Linked DNA regions of Anser cygnoides: region 2 is linked to region 1. A link is a contact called in public Hi-C data. All regions are on one chromosome and are shown on one strand. Each heading gives the region's core, a stretch centred on a gene start, on an enhancer-like site or on the middle of the called end of the contact. The rest is flanking DNA. Distances are from core to core; before and after follow the strand shown.

Region 1 (2,700 bases), core at 190-2,689:
AAAGACCTTTTTCACTCTTTTTTTTTCCCTCCGACCTTTCGTAAGTGACTTTTCTATGTGCACACTTGCAGGACACCGGCTAGCTCACAGAAAAGCTGGATTAATTCGCGTTTCCTTTCCCCTGGGCTGCGGAGCCCTCGCTGTGCAGTGGCAGATCTGGGCCACATGGGAGAGTCCTCTGCTCAGCCCTGCGCGCCTCCCGCCGCTCTCGCAGCCGGACTCTAACCGGTTGCTTTAATCTTACCGTAGCTTTAATTAATGTTTCACGGTTACAGGTGCCTCAGGTGCCTTTTTCTTTTTTTCCTTTTTTTTTCTTTTTTTCTTTTTTTTTCCTTTTTTTTTTTTTTTTTTTTTTTTTTTTTTTTCCTAATAGAGGAAAAATAAAGGATCTGTGGGCTTTTTCCACCTAAGGAGTTTTCAGAGCCGCTCAGGACTGGACACTGGTTTCTCTCCATTTTTATCCACGCCGGTGCAGGTCTGACCTCTGGTGTGTGGGGACAGCTCGTTTTGTTTGAACTGGCTTAGCAAATGTTGATCCCTTCCACTTTAAACTTGCCTTTCCCTGTTACTTTAGTGCCTCCTTCTCTACTCACACTGCTTTGTGGGAGAGAATAAATGGTTGCACTCTTCCTTTTTTTTTTCTTTTTTTTTTTTCCCCCCAATTCAGTGGCAAAAAAAAGGGGGGGGGGGGGGATAAAAAAAAAAGGGGGGGGGGGGTGTAAAGACCCCATGCAATAAAGGCAGGAGGCACGAACTTGTTTATTTTGAGTGGAACATCTCATGTGAGTGAAGGGGAATGCATGCATCTCTGCATGCAGATGCGTAAGTGTGCTTGAAAGCCAGAGGCAAAAAGAGGTTCTCCTCTAAAACAGGCCCTTTCCCCTTTAAGCTCCATGGCAGAGCAGCGATTCAGCTTTTCCAAGTTCATCAGGCGTGCAGGTCACGCAGCAGCTTCGCCCCCTTGCACATGGAGCAGCCCCAGTGGCACTTGGCCACCTCCGTGTTGCCATCGGCTCCGGACGTCCCCGGAGCGAAGCAGCCAGAGCCGGCTCCTCCACCCTAACACACAAGGCATATGTGAAAATGAAGTGTGGTGTGTGCGTGGTCAGACACCCAGATGGCAGCGGGACCCGGCCTCATTAGCGAAAGCAGCGGGAAGGGAAGTCTGCGGGCTGGGAGCAGGGCCAGCGTCACCGCCGGGGCAGGACACAACCATTCCTAGAAGCTGCTTCAGAGTCCAGACGTATTTACGTCCTGCCCTCACCACCCCACAGAGACGAACCCTCGCCCCGTGACTCAGAGAGCTTGTCAAGGGTTTGTGCAACCTTATCTCGTACATCCCAGCTGAACCCGGCTCACTCTGGGGCTGTGAGTACCTGAGAGGCAGTCGCCGCGAACGAGGACAACGAGAGGTGCTTGGACAGGGGCCGGGACCGTCACGGTGAGGGCACGGCGGTGGTGCCAGGAGGGTTTAATCCCTGCCCTGCAAGGCTCGTTTCTGTGCTCTGCAGGAGGAGGCTGATCACTGGGGTTTTGTGAGGCAGCGGTGGGGAGGTGGGAGGAGAGAGGGGAACGGGAATTGCTGTTTTGTGGGTTATTTTTAATGGGACCGGAGTTGATGTGTGAGTTGGCTCAGGAAGGGATTTAATCAAACAGGCCTCACGAAACCCGAGGGAGCAGGAGTCCGAAGGCCGCTTGGAGGCCAGGCCAGCCCCAGCCTCACCGCACGGCTCTGCGTGCCCCCCGCTGCACCCGCACGCCGTCCCTGCCCTGCCGTGTGCTGAGCATCGCAACTACCCATGCTGCGCTTCCTCTGGGACAGCATCTCCTTCCAGGTGCTCTTCATCTTCCTCTTCGTCTTCCTGCTCGTCGCTGACTACATGAAGAGGAGAAAGCCCAAGGATTTCCCCCCGAGCCCCTTTTCCTTCCCCTTCGTGGGAAACATGCAATTTCTGAACCTCAGAGACCCTCAAGCCACGATGCAGAAGGTAAGGGGGGTTCACAGCGTTGCAAGGGGGTCAACCCAACCCAACCCAACCCAGCCCCACAGCCCACGAGGACTCAGAGGGCTCACCCAGAGGGGGCAGGAGCTCGACTCTTGATCAGCAGCAATGTGGATGAAGTTTGCCCAGGTATAAGGAGCCAGACAACAGGCAAAGGGCATGGCACAATGCCACACGTCCAACCGCGGCTGCAGGTGCATCTGATAGGAGCGGAAGGGCTTTGGGGAGGGCGTTAAACAAGAGTTGTTTAGCTCAACTGAGGCTTGCAAGGCCTGGAAAATGCAACCTGGAAAGTTTTACTTGGTTTATTTGAAATGTACACCGACTCCCGAAGACTGATTCAGGAAATGAGGAAAAGAGAGATCACATGCAATCAAGCCAACGCTTGTGCAACCATCCCCTCTCCTCTCGCAAGCTTAGCTTCCCCTATTTGCATTGCAAATCTGCCTGTCCCTCCCTGGGGGTGCAGGACACCAGGGCTGTCCCTGTCCCAACAGACAAATTCTTTGGGAATGAATCCCCTTTTACTTATTTACTCTTTTCCCAGCTTATCGACAAATATGGGAACATCTTCAGCATGGAAACTGGCAGACAAAGGTCTGTGGTCGTAAATGGGCTGCAGCTGGTCAAGGAAGTCCTTGTAACCCAGGGAGACAACTTCTTGGATCGCCCTGAAGTGCCTATCGACGCAGAGATC
Region 2 (2,700 bases), core at 25-2,524, 870 kb before region 1:
AATTATTGCTCATTTCATAGTGCCTACATTGCCCATAATGAGCAACGTTACAGGTCAGAAGTGAGAAAATCAAAATTTGACCCTCAGTATTCACTGACAAATGTCATTTTTCCAGAAGTGTGTGTTGTTGACCCAAATTCATGCCAGGGCTGAGAAGTCAGAGGGGCTGGCTGGAGGGTGGCAAGATCGATTCATTGCATTATCAGCCAGAAAGATTAGCAGGTCACATTTCCTCCTTGATACAGATCGATCTACCACAGTACCTGTTCTGTTCAGGAAAAGGGGAAAAATATCCATGTAGCCCTAAGTTTTAATGACATTGCCGTGTCTGAATGTGTTTTCCCTGTACGTAGCTCCATGGCCTGCAGGATAGCTTCCTTTCAGCTGTTCACACGTGGCCTAGATGCCACTCCTTCAGAATAACACACAGACTTCTCTTTAACCTTAATTTGAAGGAGTCGGTCAGTTATATATGAAGTATAGCTTCAACTAGCTAATGACCTCCTAACCTCTGCTGGTGTCTTTATAATCATTTTAACCCCCCGACAACCCAGTCAGAATCTCTCATCTTTTTTAACCAGAACTCAACTCTACTTTTCAGGTAAAGTGGATACTGCCTGAAATTCGGCCCTTGTTTTAATACCTCAGGTTTGAACACTGAAGCTTATGTTTTGCTACTGCATAATGTATGAGCTTCCTTGGCTGCTTCGTGCATGGGGTAGAGTTGTCTTCCTGGGCTGGTTTGCCTCCAGAAGCAAATAGCCATAGAGACACGTGCTATTTGCTCTGGGAGAGTTTTGCCTCTGTGTGGTGGCTGAGGGGATTGAAAAGGGGCAGAGCGAGTTCTTGAGAGATTCAGAGGAGTTTGTGTTCACAAGCCATGAGCACCAAGTAGGCTCACGCAAGGTGTCCTGCAAAAGGGAATGGTGCTGGGGCTCTGACGTGAATTGCATCTTAATAATAGGGAAGGCCACTTCTTGCTGTTTTTTCCTTCTACCTCTCCATTTCTTTGACATTTTTAATTCAGAGTTACTGATCTGTAGTCTACTGTTTTGGCTGAATAATTGCATGGGGGTTCAGGGAACGGAGGCAGAAACCTACTGATCATTTGATAAAAGCAAAGTTCTGTCTTAGGAGGGCTTTTCTCTGTAAATAGTGTTAAATAGAAACAAAAAAAGAGCACTACAAATAGTTTCACTAAACCCACTGTCCTCTCAAGTTTCTCTCCCTGTCTTCTCTACTCCCCAGGTTCTCCTAACGTTCTCCAGTTGATTCAATCCTTCAACATAGCAGAAGTTGGGGCTTTGTTTTTGTATGGAAAATATGAGTGTTCGCATTATATTGCGTGTGCACCTCAGCAAGATATTTCTGTACATTTTATGTGGCATGGGCAAAAGCCAGCCATTTATAAAATCCAGGGGAGATCAAAGAATACGCGTAATGGTGGTTTAAGTGAAGTTAAAAATAAAAACCGGGATTTTTTTTTCTTTTTTTGAAACCTCTCAGTTACAAAGTATAGTTTGCTTTGAAGGTATTAACTAATCTGTGTGACCCAACTCTCTTTTAACAGTTTATTTGGATTGCATAAGAAGGTCATCAACATGGTACACAATTTACTGTCCAGTCACGACTCGGATCCGCGGTACGCTGACCCGCAGGTAAAGGCCCGGGTTGCAATGCTGTACCTACCTCTGATTGGCGTGATCATGGAAACCGTGCCTCAGCTCTATGACTTTACAGGTATTTTACATTCTGTGCCTTGAATATTCATCTGCTCACAAGATTTGAGTGTTGTCTTTTTTTTTTCTAAAATTGAACAACAAATCCCTTTGCTGTTGGATGAGTTTGTTTGTATTTTGAAGTATTTGTAACTGACATGTTTTTGAAACCACACTTGCAAAATATATCCAACAGTATATCCAAGTTCAACAAGTGAACACTCAGAAGCTGCATTTGCCTACTTGTTTGCATGAAGTGAAAAACTAGCAATGCATTTTAGTTGCTGTCTGGCTGTTGTCTGTATGTGCCCAGCCAGCCTCCCTGCTCTGACTGGCTTTAGAAGTCATTCCATGTACTGTACAAGTCTCAGAAAAATTACAAAGGATAAGCAGACTGTGCTTTATCAGCAGCTCATTTCAGGTGTGCTTTGCACAGTGTCCTGCAGAACCCCAGAGGTGGGATGCATCAGTTCAGGGCAAGGGAGTCTGATCTAGAGTAATTTCAAATTGGGAGTCATCGCTGTCCTTTGAGTTTGATGACATAGTAAAGCTGCAAGTAAGGATTTGGAGTGGAGTATTCAAAGGTGTAAAAAGTCTGTTTTCAGAAGGGTTCTAGATACTGAAGTTGTGTAGGTTGTATTTGAAGATGGGTATTTGCTTTGCTTTGCATAACCTCATATAACAGTCAGTCCTGTATACTGCAGGACCCTATCTGTGAGTGTGATGATTTTCAGTTTGCATTTCCAGACAGTTCAATGAAACGAGTGCTGGGGAGAGCCACTTTGAATTTGGGGATTTACTGGGATGCATGTGTTTCTTGGCAGAGAGTCACAACCAGCGAGGGAGACCAAGCTGCGTCGCTGTTGATGATTATGAAAGCGAGGGTGGCAGCATGATAAGCCAGACAGTTGCCATGGCCATCGCAGGAACATCGGTCCCTCAGCTCGCCCGGCCCAGCAGTATTATACTCGCCTCATCGGTA

Evidence for each region. Hi-C and Micro-C count contacts between places; a contact is called where the count stands out from the background.
Region 2: a contact with region 1 is called in a Hi-C map of liver, with 2.0 times the contacts expected there. The contact joins two enhancer-like sites. A contact is called at or near these places in 2 of 7 Hi-C or Micro-C datasets (both in liver).

The regions. Positions count from the first base shown.
Region 1 is chr8:29,990,205-29,992,904 of Taihu_goose_T2T_genome, reverse strand. It overlaps CYP2J2 (cytochrome P450 family 2 subfamily J member 2), which reads left to right. Exons shown (of 19, transcript XM_048061996.2): 11 at 1,786-1,988; 12 at 2,551-2,700. Among named protein-coding and RNA genes, the nearest start is that of CYP2J2, 12 kb to the left of the region's middle. Within about 2 kb of position 1,439, at least 3 of the 3 cell types and tissues checked have open chromatin away from gene starts, as enhancers often do. A contact at or near this core is called in liver, where this site is marked.
Region 2 is chr8:30,865,010-30,867,709 of Taihu_goose_T2T_genome, reverse strand. It overlaps DOCK7 (dedicator of cytokinesis 7), which reads left to right. Exons shown (of 47, transcript XM_048062223.2): 28 at 1,571-1,740; 29 at 2,543-2,697. Among named protein-coding and RNA genes, the nearest start is that of ANGPTL3, 23 kb to the left of the region's middle. Within about 2 kb of position 1,274, at least 2 of the 3 cell types and tissues checked have open chromatin away from gene starts, as enhancers often do. A contact at or near this core is called in liver, where this site is marked.